Linked DNA regions of Sus scrofa: region 2 is linked to region 1. The links are chromatin contacts, called in public HiChIP or PLAC-seq maps. All regions are on one chromosome and are shown on one strand. The core of a region is the stretch at or near the end of the contact, and the rest is flanking DNA. Distances in the headings are between cores, read along the strand shown.

Region 1 (7,833 bases), core at 3,766-6,265:
AAATTTCCTCTTCCATTCTGTACTCTCAGTAAAACGCATAGTACAGCCAGAAGGTATCACTGAGATGTGCCATCTCAGGAGAAATTAAAACTGGGACATGAAGTGAGGCCGCGTGCTATCGAGTCGCCGGGTTAGGATCTCACAGCCAGTGTCCGTGACCAGCAGCGTGTGCTCGAACTGGGCCGACCGCTTCCCGTCTCTCGTCACCGCGGTCCAGCCGTCCGGCCAGGTTTCATCCTGCCATCCGCCTTAAACAAACACACACAATTTCTTAATGCTAATCACTCGGTTTGTTTTCTAAATAAACCTCTAGGTGAGTGTATTTGCCTGTGCTCCTAATCCTTGGGTTATCTCAGGAAACTAATTTTTAAATTAGTTTAAAATCACTCTTCAGATTGCTATCTACACATCAACTGTTTAAGCCAAAGCCTTTCCAACTTCATTTTGGTTATCTGTCCAATAAAGTAATGATAATGTTTAGGTTTTATAACTTCAAATTTTTTATACTTCCCAAATAGTAAATAAGATGATATTTCCAAAATAAAGCCACTCGATTTCATTTTAGGACACATATTGATACCACTCATCCTAGAACTGCACGTTAAAAAGTAAATTAATGAATTTAGCTCTGTCTTAGTATAACTTTGACATCAGGTTAAATTATAGACCACATATACTGCGAAGAAAGTCATGTTAACTTTTTATACTTTTAATATAGCATTTAATTTCTGACATAATTGTTAAATGACAGGCACACAGATAGTGAAAACAGACTGTACTGTGAAAATACCACAGGCCAGATTCCTGTAACCAGAAAGAGGGCAGAGAAGAAGAAACAGATCAGCGAGAAAATGTTTAAATTATGATGACGCAGGAGTTCCCGTCGTGGCACAGCGGAAACGAATCCGACTAGGAACCATGAGGTTGTGGGTTCAAACCCTGGCCTCACTCAATGGATTAAGGATCCGGCATTGCCCTGAGCTGTGGTGTAGGTCGAAGACACGGCTCGGATCCCACTACCGTCAAATATGTGTTTACAGAGACCTTTGGTCTCCAAATTAGATGTCTAAAAAAAAAAAAACAAAAAAAAAAAACCACTATTCTTCATTTTGAGTAATCTTTAATAAGATGAGGTCTTACTGGCTCCAACAAATCCCCGAGTATAAAGTCTGCAGTGAAGCAACTTACTTTCGCAATATTAAATCCCAGTTTAAAAAGGAAATATAAGGCAGCTTAAACTCATGCTTTCCCAACCACCTTGAGATGAATAAGTAGATATTTTTAAAGTAATATATGACCTTTTACAAATGGATTTAAGACATAACACTTCTTTTATTGTGATCTGCTATAGCATTCTTCACTAATGTTAAGGCAAATATCTGATGACTATTCTGAGGAAATTCAAATTCCTCTTCGGATTTGAGACTTTCTACTCTGGGGCTGGGATCTAGCCCAGCTGAGTTACACTGAAGTGTATTTTTTACAATTTGATGATTTCCCAAACTAGCTCGACACAATGTGATTAGCTTGTGCCTGGAAATACCACTTCATGTCTTCTCAACCAAGAACCACTTAATGGAAACACGTATGGAACCAAAATGACACTTTCCTCTTAGGCTCCTGGCCTTTCTTGGCTGATATACTTACTGCTCTTGCAACTGGGTGACATACAATCACTAAAAACAATACCTTACATGTCTACATCCCTTTAGGTACTTAGTGTGAATAAATCATCTTGCTTAATTCTTACAGCAGTCATGGGAGTTGGGCAGGAGAAAGACTCCCATGCTCCCTCCTCCCCTTGAGTGTGGGCAGAATTTAGGAACTTGCTTCTAAGGAAGGAAAGCTGGTAGAAGTGATGGGGTTAGGTTATAAAAAAGCCTGGAACGATCCCGAGAGGGCACACCCTTTAACACAGGGCCCAGGACACAAGAGCCCTACTACTAGAGCCTCACTCTGCTCCCCTAATCCCCAAAAAAGACTGGCCGAAAGCAAAAGTGCAGGCCTCAGAAAGGAGGCCCCGTTGTTATCCTGACAGCTTCAGCTGTGCCTCTAATCATGACACCAATCATTGCTGCCCTGTGCCTGGCACAGGGACTAACAAGAGGACATGAACTTGCCAGCACTAAGCAGTGTCTGTGCTCTTTCTCCACAAGAGCTGATGTCACCTGACAACATAGAGTCCCCTACATTCTGCCACAAAACCAGGGGAGTGACTTCAGGCAACTTATTTCACCCCTTGGAAAATCCGTTTGCTCTCCTACATAAACAGGAAATGGCACCTACCTCATAAGCTGTAGAGAATGAAATTACATAATTGCGTCTGCCTCAAAACGAGTGGCTTTTCTCTTTTTAAGACGCCACCCGACCACGTCAGGTAAGAATTCAATTTCTACATAGGCATGATGGAGGCCCCCAATTATTACAAAGCACCTCTGACAAGAACTTAATGAACAGGCCCCAGGATTCAAGTACTTCAGCATCTACTGACAGCAGGTGAATGACCACATAGAAAGTACTGCTGTCTAGTCTACTCTTACAATTTTCAGTTCTCTACATGATACTGAATCGATTTTGAGATGGGACAGGGAGGAGAAATGAAGCAAAAAGAAACTAGAGCAGACTACTAATCTGACCATGAGTGACCAAAAGTAAATAAAAATTCAATTAAAGAAACCTTACAGGAATTCCCGCCGTGGCTCAGCGAAAATAAATCTGACTAGCACCCGTGACAATGTAGGTTCGATCTCTGGCCTTGCCCAGTGGGTTAAGGATCTGGCGTTGCCGTGAGCTGTGGTGTAGGTCGCAGACAAGGCTCGAATCCCAAGTTGCTGTGGCTGTGGTGTAGGCAGGCAGCTACAGCTCCAATTCAACTCCTAGCCTGGGAAACCTCCGTATGCCATGGGTGCGGCCCTAAAAAGAAAAAAGAAAGAAAGAAAGGTTACAGCATCCCTTTTTTCTCACCTTCACAAATCATTGGCTCAATTGTAAATACATGGCCAGCCTTCATCACTCCAACTGCTTTATTTTCTGAAATTAAAGGAAAAAAATCTCAGAACATAGCTAAAACCTACAGCATATTGATAAACAGCTCCCTGGAAAAAGTACACAACTTACATTCCTGTGAATGACTCTTAAATTAATCACTCTCTCTTCTCCTGATTCCCCTCTCTTCTCTCTTAAAGTAGATCATTCGACAAACAGGGATTTACTGATAACCACCTGCTCTGGGGCAGATACTGTCCCAGGCATATTTCGCTTTGCTAATGTTTTCTCTAGGAAAATATGGAGATGACTTCAGATGTGATTATCACTTCTATAAAAGTAAAAGTGCTACCATTTATGTTATAGCAAGGTTAGAAATGCAATCATGGAACCAAAGTTTCACTCCTCGGCCAGGTATGACAGTTTAAAGGAGAACAACATATTTCAGACTATGCCAGAGGTCCCCTACCTCTTGGCTGGGGGTGTGGGGATGTGGGGGTGGAGGTGGAGGTAGACGCACAACCCACAGAAAAACTGCCCTGTTTTCATAAGGTTTTGTAAACTGTCTTATCTTTGGAGAACAAAGCCGCTCCTCACTCACCTTTTTTTTTTTTTTTTAATGATGACACCATTTTTCCTTTTTATTTGGAAACAAAAACTCCATTTCTCCTTCCAAATACTTTTTTTAGTTTTCTGTTCACCAGTATGAAAGTATTTTTCAGGATCATCATGAGAAATACCACCATGAATTAATGTGTCCAGAACTGCCATCTCCCCGAAAAGGTCAAAAATTTTAAACACGGATAGGCCTTTTAGACAATTTCATACAAAAATAGAGAACCTGTTTAAATTTCAAACTAAAAGCTAAGAACGGGTAAGCATCAGTAAACAGTGGCTGCACTTGCTCTGCCTGACCACCAGGTGGCCAAAGCACAGGCTTCCAGGGTTTCCTGGTAAGGTTGCTGGTCTCCTGGATGGTGACTTCCGGATGGTAATGAATCACCTATGCATCCACTGAGGTGACTCCACTAAACGCCACTCCATCCAGGTATGGTCTAAACCCTCGAGTTATGTTCCTGCACATCTGTCCTTGTGAATAGCTCTCATGCGGCTTTCCACGATCTGATGTGTTACCAAAAGACACTTGTTCTACAGATGCCAAATCAGGAGTTTCTAAACTGTTACAAAAATCTGAGAGGTAAAGATAATTTTGACTTCTTATTTCTAATTTCATGAACTTCCTCTCCAAAGGACATGTAATTTACTACCTACATAGACTTAGTCGTATTCCCTTGGGGACATCAAAAAGAAAATGTCAAGAGAGTCAGTGTGGTGTCACAGAAAGAAAAAAGGATTAAGGAATCAAGAGCTGTGCTGTTCAATACAGCAGCGAACCGGGGGTGTAGCTGCTGAGCACTTGAAAAGTGGCAAGTCAGAACGTATGAGTAAAAAATATGCTGACTCCAAAAACAAAAAAAGCATGTAATATATCTCAATGATTTTTTTTACACTGATAAAATGTTGAAATGCTTAATATTTAAATGTAATAGATTCAATAAAATATGACACTAAGTTCACCTATTTCTTTTTACTTGTTGAACAGGACCACTAGAAATTTAAGTATTACATGTGTGCCTCGCCACTGGACAGCACTGATACAGAGGATTCAAATCCCACTCCTGTTTCTCTCCCTGATTCACTGTTCTAGAACGCCCACTCATCTTGACTCATGGTTTCAGTTTCTCAACATACCTCACTCAGCAAACACACACTGAGTGACTACTCTAGACAGATACCATTGCGAAGTACTCTTCCCAAAATGTGTAGCTCCTGCACTGTCTGCCTCACAGAACTGCTGCGCTATCCATTCTAAAGGCAGGGCAGTATCATCTTTACTTCCCAACCATAACGACAAATAAAGAGGCACAAATAAAGAGGCACATAAACTTCCACCTAACACGGAAAGACCTTCCTCACACAGAACAGGGCGGAGGGAAGTTACACAACGACTTCCTCGTTCCACCCCCAGTTGGTTAGGAGCAAGGAGTTACCAGCTAAAGCAGGGATCATTTACATTTCAAAAGGCCTCTCAGTACCAAGACTCAGCAGCCTCCTCTAACTCGCCCCTAAAGGGATCACAAAGGATTTTGATTTATCTAAACCCAGTTAACACTTGACTTTCCATAAATTATCAAATGGATGAAATGAAGTATACTTACACCTTGCTTCTTTTTTCAGAAGTGTTTTTTATTTCTAACGAAATGGTTTAACATGAAACTCAAGTGGCATCTCTTGTGTATCAGAGGCACCATATTCTTCTGACACCATCCTCACTGACCCATATTTCCTTCTCCCACAAATTTTATCTCCTTCAAAAAGTCTCTTTCTATAACCCATACCTAAAGCTGAGTCTGTCACCTCTACAGGTAAGGGGGCTTTTTTAACCCTCTTTCCTGCAGACAGTCTTTTGACAGACAGACAGACACACACACACACACACACACACATGCAGTCAGCAGAAGAGCTGCTTCCATTCTGTTAAATGGAATGTACATCAGGTGATCACAGGGCTTACCTATTCTGTTGCTAACTTTTATTTCAAGCACAATTTTAACTGAAATAAAAAGGACTATGTGGTCTGCTAATAAATGCTTGTTGTAAGTCAAATGCTGTGCTTGAAGCCTCTTCTCTAGCTTCTCCTGTTGAGAGGTCTCTCACTCATTTCCCTTCCTCTTCACAACTACCAACATCTTGGATTGCACCACCTCACACCTGGATTACGGTAATAACTGTGCACTGGACCGACAAGCCTGGCTAGCTCACACCTGCGAAACATTCTAGACTCTACTGCTAAACTGATCTCCCCAAACAGCAACTTCACCTTGCCATTCTTCTGCCAAAAAATGTTCTGCAAATCCCTACAAATGAGGTCAAACATCCTCAGATCTGGCACGGCCTACTTCTAGCTCTTAACACACAGCTCTCAGCCCTAGCTCGTCTTGACTCTGTTCAGCTCCACCTTGAAGCAGCTACACATCCTTCCCCCACGACGCGGAGTGCTCTTCCTGGTCTTCCCCAGCAAACCAAAATCTCATTCTTCTTTGCTCCCACAAGGCCCAGCACCAAACTGCTTCCATCCTTTTAAGGTAGCACAGAGTTTGGTAGAAAACACTGACTCTAGGAAGCCAGACAGAACCCATGTACCAGCCCTAGCCCGGGCATTTATGTAGTGGATTGTGTGACTGTGGATAAATAAATCACTTCCCTAAGCACAGAATCTGCTTTTAAATTAGGGCTAAGAAATTGTTCATAGAGTTGTAATGATTGAACAAGACTTCCTTTGTTAATCTGTTGACAGCAGTCAACTTGAGGAAAGATATTCTATCTATTCCTCTCTATTTATACCAACACATCATACAGTATATGACATATGCTAAGAACTCAAATCAAACCAAGCTGAATCAATTTCATTTAAGGAATCAGAATACACATGGCAGGGACTGCTGGCTGCTCACCAAAATCACTAGTTTCCTTTTCTTCCAGAGTACTCAGCTGGATCACATTTCCCCACCTCCCCTGCATGTGACTGAACTCCCGCCAATGAAAAGCAAATGTAAGGATGTATGCCAAGTCCAGACTGGCTCATTAAAACCTCCCAAGCATACCCCTCCACGTTTCTCCCTCCTCCCCACCATCTGTAAGATCAGGAGGGGAACCCTGAAAACTCTAAGTTGAAAGGGACAAGGGCCCGGGTCAAAGATTAACTGTCCCACCCTCTAAAGTGATCAAACACACACGCTTTAGACTATTACGTGAGCAAGATATGAATGTGTATTGTGTATACATTTTGGAGGTCTATTTATAACAACTAAAAATTACTCTAGTAAACACAAAATAGTAAGTCAGTCCTGTTAAATGTTTGAATAAATATTTGCTGAATAAGAAGTCAGTATTTACCAAGTCTTTGGCAGTACTTACTGGCATAGTGGGGGACATTGGGGGCTGTATGAAAAAGCTTGTGGATTCCATGCCCACAATAGCTTCGAACAACTGAAAATCCATTTGCTTGGGCGTGCTTCTGAATAATGTTTCCCAATTCTCTGTATCGAACACCAGGTTTCACTGAAAGGCAAAGAGAAGACCCATGACAAAGGGTAAGAATAACTAATAATTACTAAGCAATCACTGTTCTGAATGCTTTATACAGCTACAAGCAGAAACTCTGAAGATGCGGCAACCAAAGCACAGAGAGGCTATGCTGCCAGTAAGAGCAGAGCTGAGATTCAAACCAGTAGCACCTGTGCTTCCTCCTTCGCTGCACAAGAGGAATGTGTGCAGAGAAAGGGGCTGTCTGCTCTCTGAATAAACGAGAGAAGGGAAAATACACTTCTTGTCCTCACCTTCTCGAAGGTCAGGGTGCTTTCCATTAAAGTGAACAGAATGAAGAGATAAGAGAGGAAAGAGCACCAGGAGAAAAAGGACTGCCCAGAAAGGAACCTGACTTGTCCTCAGTGTCCGTCTGGGCAACTTGTCACAGGATTACTTCCCCTGAGGCTTCTTGATCCCCATAAAAGTGGTTCTCAAATTATTCAGTTACCTCTGCAGGTCATGGGAAGAGGGTATAGAAAAGTACTTCTCACTGCATGCTTCCTGCCCTGTTTAATTTGTATGACTTTCATCACTATTTTAAAAAAAACTAAAAGTGGTTCTCATTGCTGCAACGGCCCTCCTAGCCCCAACACCTTGGGATCAGGGTACTGCCAGGCTCCTGGGGAGTCTAGCCACAGTTCTGAGGGGGCCTCCCACTCCCCAAAGACTCCCACCATCCATCTCATCTCCAAGCTGAAA
Region 2 (7,833 bases), core at 3,938-6,437, 120 kb after region 1:
CTGTAGCTCCCATTTGACCCCTAGCCTGGGAACTTCAATATGCTGCGAGTGTGGCCCTAAAAAGCAAAACAAAACAAAACAAAAAAACCCTGAAGTTTCTACTTGTTTTTATATTGTATGTCTCGAATTTTTTAAACTGTACATTAGTTTCATAAGTGGAATTGTACAGTCAGCTGATCTAATGTTTCCCCTTTTATCCTTTAGGAACATATTTTGTATTGCAAAGAGTTTATTAAATAAGTCTTGTAGTTCCCGTCATGGCACACTGGTGCATGAATCCGACTAGGAACCATGAGGTTGCTGGTTCGATCCCTGGCCTTGCTCAGTGGGTTAAGGATCTAGTGGCGCTGTGAGCTGTGGTGTAGGTTGCAGACTCAGCTCGGATCCCGTGTGGCTGTGGCTCTGGTGTAGGCCGGCGGCTACAGCTCCGATTTGACCCCCAGCCTGGGAACCTCCATATGCCACGGAAGCGGCCCTAGAAAAGGCAAAAAGACAAAGAAAGAAAAAAAAGTAAACAAGTCTTAAATACATATTTGACAAATGTTATATAATGCAGTGTTTTGGCCAACAAGCAGACCTTGCAAATTAATATGCATATTTTTGCATTATGAAAGAACCCAGTATATCAAAGTTCATATGTAAGTCAAACAAATTAGTTAGGTTCTGATGTTTATATTTTAAATTTCACTTCACTTTATGCTTTGAATTAATATGCCTAATTATTAGGCTTAGGTCTAAATTAGAAACAGATGTAATTTACACACCAAAGTTGGAGAGAATAAAATGTTAACTGGCCAATTTGGGCAGAAAATTCTATGCAGAGTTTTAAAAAATTATTCTAAAAATGAAATAGAATAATTTGTATAAGTTTAAGAATATAGTAGAAGTACTAGCAGTCTTTATTGGAACAAGGAACCTGTGAAATAGTTGTACTAGCAATAGTTTTTTCTTCTTTTCCTTCTCTACTACTAATAGGAATTTCCTTGCTCTTCTTGCTCCTGTGCATTGCTCTATTGAGTCTGGTTTTTGTTTTTTTGTTTTGTTTTTTAATGCTACTCCCAATGCATATGGAAGTTCCCCAGGCCAGGGATTGACTCCAAGCCACAGTTGCAACCTGTGCTGCAGCTGTGGCAATGCTGGATCCTTGAACTCACTGTGCTGGTCCAGGAATTGAACCCTCACCTCCAAAGTGACCTGAGGTTTTGCAGTTAGATTCTTAACCCAGTGCACCACAAGTGGGAACGCCTCACTTTGTGAGAATTTTTTGAGAAGGAAATGAGTATGAGTCCTAATCTTAATTTTAATGTCTTTGTGACCTTCTAGACCAAAGTTTCTAAGTGTAGCTGAAAAATGGGAATAAGAAGTTATCTCATAGTAACTTTGATTTTCTTTTTTTTTTTAGTCTCTTTTAGGGCTGCACCTGATGCATATGGAGGTTCCCAGGCTAGGAGTGGAATCAGAGCTGTAGCTGCCAGCCTACACCAGAGCCACAGCAATGCAGGATCTGAGCCATGTCTGCGACCTACACCATGGCTCACGGCAGTGCAGGATCCTTAATCCATTGAGTGAGCCCAGGTATCAGACTCGAGTCCTCATGGATACTGGTTGGGTTCATTAACCGCTGAGCCATGACAGGAACTCTGACTTTGATTTTCAAATGCAGCATTCAGAGATGACAGTTTGTGGAGTTCCCATCGTGGCTCAGTGGTTAACGAATCTGACTAGGAACCATGAGGTTTTGGGTTCAATCCCTGGCCTTGCTCAGTGGGTTAGCGATCCAGTGTTGCCGTGAGCTGTGGCGTGGGTCAAAGACTCGGCTCGGATCCCACGTGGCTGTGGCCCTGGCGTAGGCTGGTGGCTACAGCTCCAATTAGACCCCTAGCCTGGGAACCTCCATATGCCGTGGGAGCAGCCCAAGAAATGGCAAAAAGACAAAAAAAAAAAAAAAAAAAAAAAAAAGAGGTGACAGTTTGTAAGCTATGAAGAACTAGGTAAAGTTAATATTCCATGAATGTGTTGCATGCAAGTGTATCTATGCATAGGTGTACTCACTTTTTTTTTTTCTCTTTTTGCAGGGAGATTTCACATAGCTGACTTTAGATCATTTCTTTGCCACTAGTAAGAAATGCAAAGCTTATGACCCATAACTTGTAGATATTCTTTCCACTCCTCCTCTTACTGTAAAAATCTGTAGTGTTTCTTTTTTTACTCAATAAATTTTATTACATTTATAGTTTTATAATGATCATCACGACCCGATTTTACAGCATTTCCATCCCCAAACCCCAGCCCATCACACCACCCCCCTACCTGTCTCCTTTGGAAACCATAAATTTTTCAAAGTTTGTGAGTCAGTATATATTATGCAAAGAAGTTCATTGTGTCCTTTTTTTAGATTCCACATGTAAGTAATATCATATGATGTTGGTGTCTCACTGTCTCACTGACTTCACTTCTCATGATAATTTCTAGGTTCATCCATGTTGCTAAAAATGCCGTTACTTCTTTCTTTTTAATGGCTGAATAATATTCTATTGTGTACATCTTCTTTATTCACTCCTCTGTCAATGGACATTTAGGTGGTTTCCATGTCTTGGCTATTGTATATAGTGCTGTAGTGAACATTGGAGTACATGCATCTTTTCAAGTCATGGTTTTTTTCTGGATCGATGCCCAGGATTGGGATCGCTGGATCAAATGGTAGTTCTATTTTTAGTTTTTAGTTTTCTGAGGAATCTCTGTACTGTTTTCCACAGTGATTGCATCAATTTACAATCCCAGCAACATTGTAATAGGGTTCCCTTTTCTCCACACCCTTTCCAGCATTTATTGTTTGTAGACTTTTTAATGATGACCCTTCTGGCCAGTGTAAGGTGGTACATCATAGTAGTTTTGATTTGCACTACTGTAATAATGAGTGATGTTAAACATCTTTTTTTTTTTTTTTTTTTTTGTCTTTTTGCCTTTTCTAGGGCCACTCCCGTGGCATATGGAGGTTCCCAGGCTAGGGGTTGAATCGGAGCTGTAGCCACCGGCCTACGCCAGAGCCACAGCAATGTGGGATCCGAGCCACATCTTCAACCTACACCACAGCTCACGGCAACGCCAGATCCTTAACCCACTGAGCAAGGCCGGGGATTGAACCTGCAACCTCATGGATTCATTAACCACAGAGCCATGATGGGAACTCCAGTGTTAAACATCTTTTCATGTGTTTTTTGGCCATCCGTATGTCTTCTTTGGAGAATTGTCTGTTTAGATCTTCTGTCCATTTTTTGATGGGGTTGTTTGTTTTTTGGTATTGAGCTGCAGAAGGTGTTTATAAATTTCGGAGATTAATCCCTTGTCAGTCGATTCATTTGCAAAGATTTTCTCCCATTCTGTGGGTTGTCTTTTCGTTTTGTTTAGGGTTTCCTTTGTTGTGCAGAAACTTTTTAAAGTCCCATTTGTTTATTTTTGTTTTTATTGTCATTACTCTAGGAGGTGGATCTGAGAAGATTTTGCTGCAGTTTATGTTGGAGAATGTTTGGCCTATGTTTTCCTCTAAGAGCTTTATAGTATCTGCTCTTATATTTAGGTCCTTAATCCATTTTGAGTTTATTTTTGTGTATGGTGTTACAAGGTGTTCTAATTTCATTCTTTTACAAGTGGCTGTCCAGTTTTCCCAGCACCACTTATTGAAGGGGCTGTCTTTTCTCCATTGTATATTCTTGCCTCCTTTGTCATAGATTGGCTACTGTAGGTGCGTGGGTTTAAATTCTGGGCTTTCTATCCTGTTCCACTGATCTGATTTCTGTCTTTGTGCCGGTACTATATGGTTTTGATGACACTAACTTTGTAGTATAATTTGAAGTCAGGGAGCCTGATTCCTACTGCTTGATTTATCTTTCTGAGGATGGATTTGGCTATTCTTGGTTTTTTGTGCTTCCAAGCAAAGATAATCTTGTTCTAGTTCTGTGAAAAATGTCCTTGGTACTTTGATAGGGATTGCATTGAATCTGTAGATTGCCTTGGGTAGTATAGTCATTTGATAATGTTGATTCTTCCGATTGAAGAGCATGGTATGTCTTTCCATCTGTTTGTGTTATCTTTGATTTCTTTCATCAGCGTTTTATAGTTTTCAGAGTACAGGTCTTTTGTCTCTTTGGGTAGGTTTATTCCTAAGTATTTTGTTTTTATTCATGCGACAGTAAATGGGATTGTTTCCTTAATTTCTCTTTCTGATCTTTCATTGTTAGTATATATCTAGTGTTTCTTTAAAAGTCCCTATTGTGTGGCGTTCCTGTTGTGATGCAGCAGAAACAAATCTGACTAGGAACCATAAGGTTGCGGCTTCAATCCGTGGCCTCACTCAGTGGGTTGAGGATCCAGCGTTGCCATGAGCTGTGGTGTGGGTTGCATATGTGGCTTGGATCCTGCTTTGCTGTGGCTATGGTATAGGCTAGCAGCTGTAGCTCCACTTGGCCCCCTAGCCTGAGAACCTCCATATGCCGTGGGTGTGGCCCTAAAAAGCAAACAATAAATAAATAAAGTCCCTGTTGTATGTAGAGAAAAAGGGATAGCTTAAGTACTAAGTACTTAAGTACTAAGTCATTTCTCATCATTTCTAGAACTTGAGAATGTGGTCATAAAGATAGGATTTTTTTTCCCAGTTGGAACTTTTGATATGTTTTTCATAGAAACAATGGGAAACTGTAGTTTAGGCTCCTTGTGTTAAGTAAATTTCTGCTGAATTACGACATATCTAACCAGTGTTGAATTTCCAGGGATACAGATTTAGAGCTTTAAGCAACTGACTTAAGAAAAATGGTCTTTTAAACACAATTTGTTTGTAACTGTGAATTTTAATGTAGGCAAATCTTTATGTCCCATTTTCTTTTTTTTTAATTTTCTTTTCCTTGGCCACAGCATGCAGTAGCTTGATAAGGGATCTCAGTTCCCAGACCAGGGATTGAACCTGAGCTGCAGCAGTGAAAAAACCTAACTACTAGAATCCTAACCACTAGACCACCAGGGAACTTCCTATATCTTAATAATAGCTAACACATAGCATTTATTGTATGTCTGGCACCATACTGAATGCTTTGCATATATTAATTCATTTAATTTTTACAGTAGCCCTGAGAGGTAGGTATTACTCTTGTTTCACAAATGAGGAAACCAAGTTGCAGAGAGATTAAGTAACTTTGTATGACTAACCTGCCCAAGATCACATAGCTAATAAGTGTTGGGGTGGAGTTCAAACTAAAGCAGCCAAGTTCCACAGTGTGTGTTCTTAAGCATTACACTATCTTTCAAATGGGCATGTAGATGTGATTCCTTGTGTGACTTGGAAAGATTAATTTGATAAACTTGACAGTTTACTACCTCTGCAAAAGAAAATGCATAGACATCTATTTTTAGTTTCTGTCGTCTTACAGTATTGATAACTGGTAACCACAGTAGGATCTTAAGGAGTTCCCGTCATGGTGCAGTGGAAGTGAATCCGACTAGGAATCATGAGTTTTGGATTTGATCCCTGGCCTCCCTCATTGGGTTAAGGATCCGGGGTTGCCATGAGCTGTGGTGTAGGTCACAGATGTGGCTTAGATCTGGCGTGACTGTGGCTGTGGTGTAGGCTGGCAGCTGTAGCTCCGATTCAACCCCTAGTCTGGGAGACTCCATATGCTATAGGTGCGGCCCTAAAAAGCAAAAAAAAAAAAAAAAAAAAAAAAGTAGGATCTTAAGAAAATAGCACCTTGTGGAGTTCCCATCGTGGCCCAGCAGAAATGAATCTGACTAGTATCCATGAGGATGAAGGTTTGATATCTGTCCTTGCTCAGTGGGTTGAGGATCCGGCGTTGCTGTGAGCTGTGATGTAGGTCGCGGACGTGGCTTAGATCTGGCATTGCTGTGGCTGTGGCATAGGCCAGTTGGCTGCAACTCCAATTCGATCCCTACCTACCCTGAGAACCTCCATATGGTGCATGTGTGGGCCTAAGGAAAAAAAAGACAGAAAAGAAAATAGCACTTTGGTATCTAAATCTGAGGACTAAACAAGTAGTTAGTACTGATCATACTTCAGTGACTGGGAGTTCATTTGGGAGTTGATTTCTAAAGAAAGTAAATAGTCATTCCCTTCTCCCTCTTCTCTTTGGATTTCTGGACTGTATCAATTCAGATGATTTGCCAGTTAAAATATTTTGTTAGTGAAAACAGTGTAGTAAAATTTTAAAAATTTGCCAACATGGAATTTACTCTCTTACTACCTTGATACTTTTAGTAATTTTGATGAAAAGTCAAGCAAAGAATTAAGTAGTTGTTTTGAAAATTTCAGTTATGTTGCTAGTCTTTTTTGTCTTTTTAGGGCTGCACCCTCGGCATATGGAAGTTCCCAGGCTAGGGTCGAATTGGAGCTGTAGCCTCTGGCCTACACCACCACAGTGCCAGATCCGAGCTGTATCTGTTAACCTACACTGCAGCTCATGGCAACACCAGATCCTTAACCCACTGAGTGAGGCCAGGGATCAAACCTGCATCCTCATGGATGCTAGTTGGGTTCATTACTGCTAAGCCAACAATGGGAACTCCAATGCCAGATCCTTTAACTTCTTGGCTGCCAGGTAACTCCTTTTGTAGGGTTTTTTTTTTTTTTTTTTAATCTTATATTGTGGGATAAATACTTTTTATAGGTGAGAAATTCATATTTCAGGCAATTTAAAAATTTTTTCTAATATTACATAATTCCTAAGTGAGACAGCTAGAACTCAAACCCAAGTCAACTCAAGCGGCCCAAGAAACAGCAACAACAACAAAAAGACAAAAGACAAAAAAAAAAAAAAAAAAAGTCCAACTCTTTACCTTCAGCAAATTCTTACCTTAAGGATAAAATTGATGCATAGGGAGTTCATGCTGTGGTGCAACGGCATTGGTGGTGTCTCTGCAGTGCCAGAATGCAGGTTTATTTTATTTTATTTTTTTTTTTGTCTTTTTGCTATTTCTTTGGGCCGCTCCGAGGCATATGGAGGTTCCCAGGCTAGGGGTCCAATCAGAACTGTAGCCGCCGGCCTATGCCAGAGCCACAGCAACGTGGGATCTGAATCGCGTCTGCAACCTACACCACAGCTCACGGCAACACCGGATCCTTAACCCACTGAGCAAGGGCAGGGATCGAATCCGCAACCTCATGGTTCCTAGTCGGATTCATTAACCACTGCGCCACGACGGGAACTCCCCAGAATGCAGGTTTAATCCTTGGTCTGGCATAGTGGGTTAAAGGATCTAGCATTGCCATGGCTGCTGTGGTGTAGGTCGAATCTGCAGCTCAGATCTGAGTCCTGGCCTGGAAACTCCATATGCCTTGGGCCAGCCAAAAAAAAGAAAAAAAAAAAAATATTGATGCATAGGTCATCATTAAACACAAATAAATAAAAATCATATCTGTGAAAGGTTTTATCAGATGATTTACAGGTGGTGGCGTGAGGGGATTAGGAATGATAAACTTTTAAATTTTTTTTGAAATTTTTTTGTACAACGTATTTTTAAATATTTAGGATTGTAAAATCTCTTGGATTTTGGTTTATAGGTAATGATGGTATTTAGCTTTTTATTTATTTATTTTTTTATATTTTTCATCTTTTTGCCATTTCTTGGGCTGCTCCCAAAGCATATGGAGGTTCCCAGGCTAGGGTCCAATCAGAGCTATAGCTGCGGGCCTACACCAGAGCCACAGCAATGCGGGATCCGAGCCGCATCTGCAACCTACACCACAGCTCACGGCAACGTCAGATCCTTAACCCACTGAGCAAGGCCAGGGATGGAACCTGCAGCCTCATGGTTCCTAGTTGGATTAGT

Evidence for each region. HiChIP or PLAC-seq counts read pairs in DNA pulled down with a chosen protein or histone mark.
Region 2: a contact with region 1 is called in an H3K27ac HiChIP or PLAC-seq map of alveolar macrophages. The contact joins two enhancer-like sites. A contact is called at or near these places in 3 of 47 Hi-C or Micro-C datasets (embryonic fibroblasts and skeletal muscle) and 1 of 2 datasets of contacts at active chromatin or transcription factors (alveolar macrophages).

What each region holds. Positions count from the first base shown.
Region 1 is chr8:121,293,611-121,301,443 of Sscrofa11.1, forward strand. It overlaps METAP1 (methionine aminopeptidase 1), which reads right to left. Exons shown (of 11, transcript XM_003129313.5): 9 at 6,964-7,107; 10 at 2,965-3,030; 11 at 1-248. The coding sequence ends at 85. Among named protein-coding and RNA genes, the nearest start is that of ADH5, 31 kb to the left of the region's middle. Within about 2 kb of position 5,016, at least 32 of the 83 cell types and tissues checked have an H3K27ac peak or open chromatin away from gene starts, as enhancers often do. A contact at or near this core is called in alveolar macrophages and embryonic fibroblasts, where this site is marked.
Region 2 is chr8:121,414,469-121,422,301 of Sscrofa11.1, forward strand. All of the region lies in intron 1 of EIF4E (eukaryotic translation initiation factor 4E), which reads left to right. Among named protein-coding and RNA genes, the nearest start is that of EIF4E, 8.8 kb to the left of the region's middle. Within about 2 kb of position 5,188, at least 4 of the 83 cell types and tissues checked have an H3K27ac peak or open chromatin away from gene starts, as enhancers often do. A contact at or near this core is called in alveolar macrophages and embryonic fibroblasts, where this site is marked.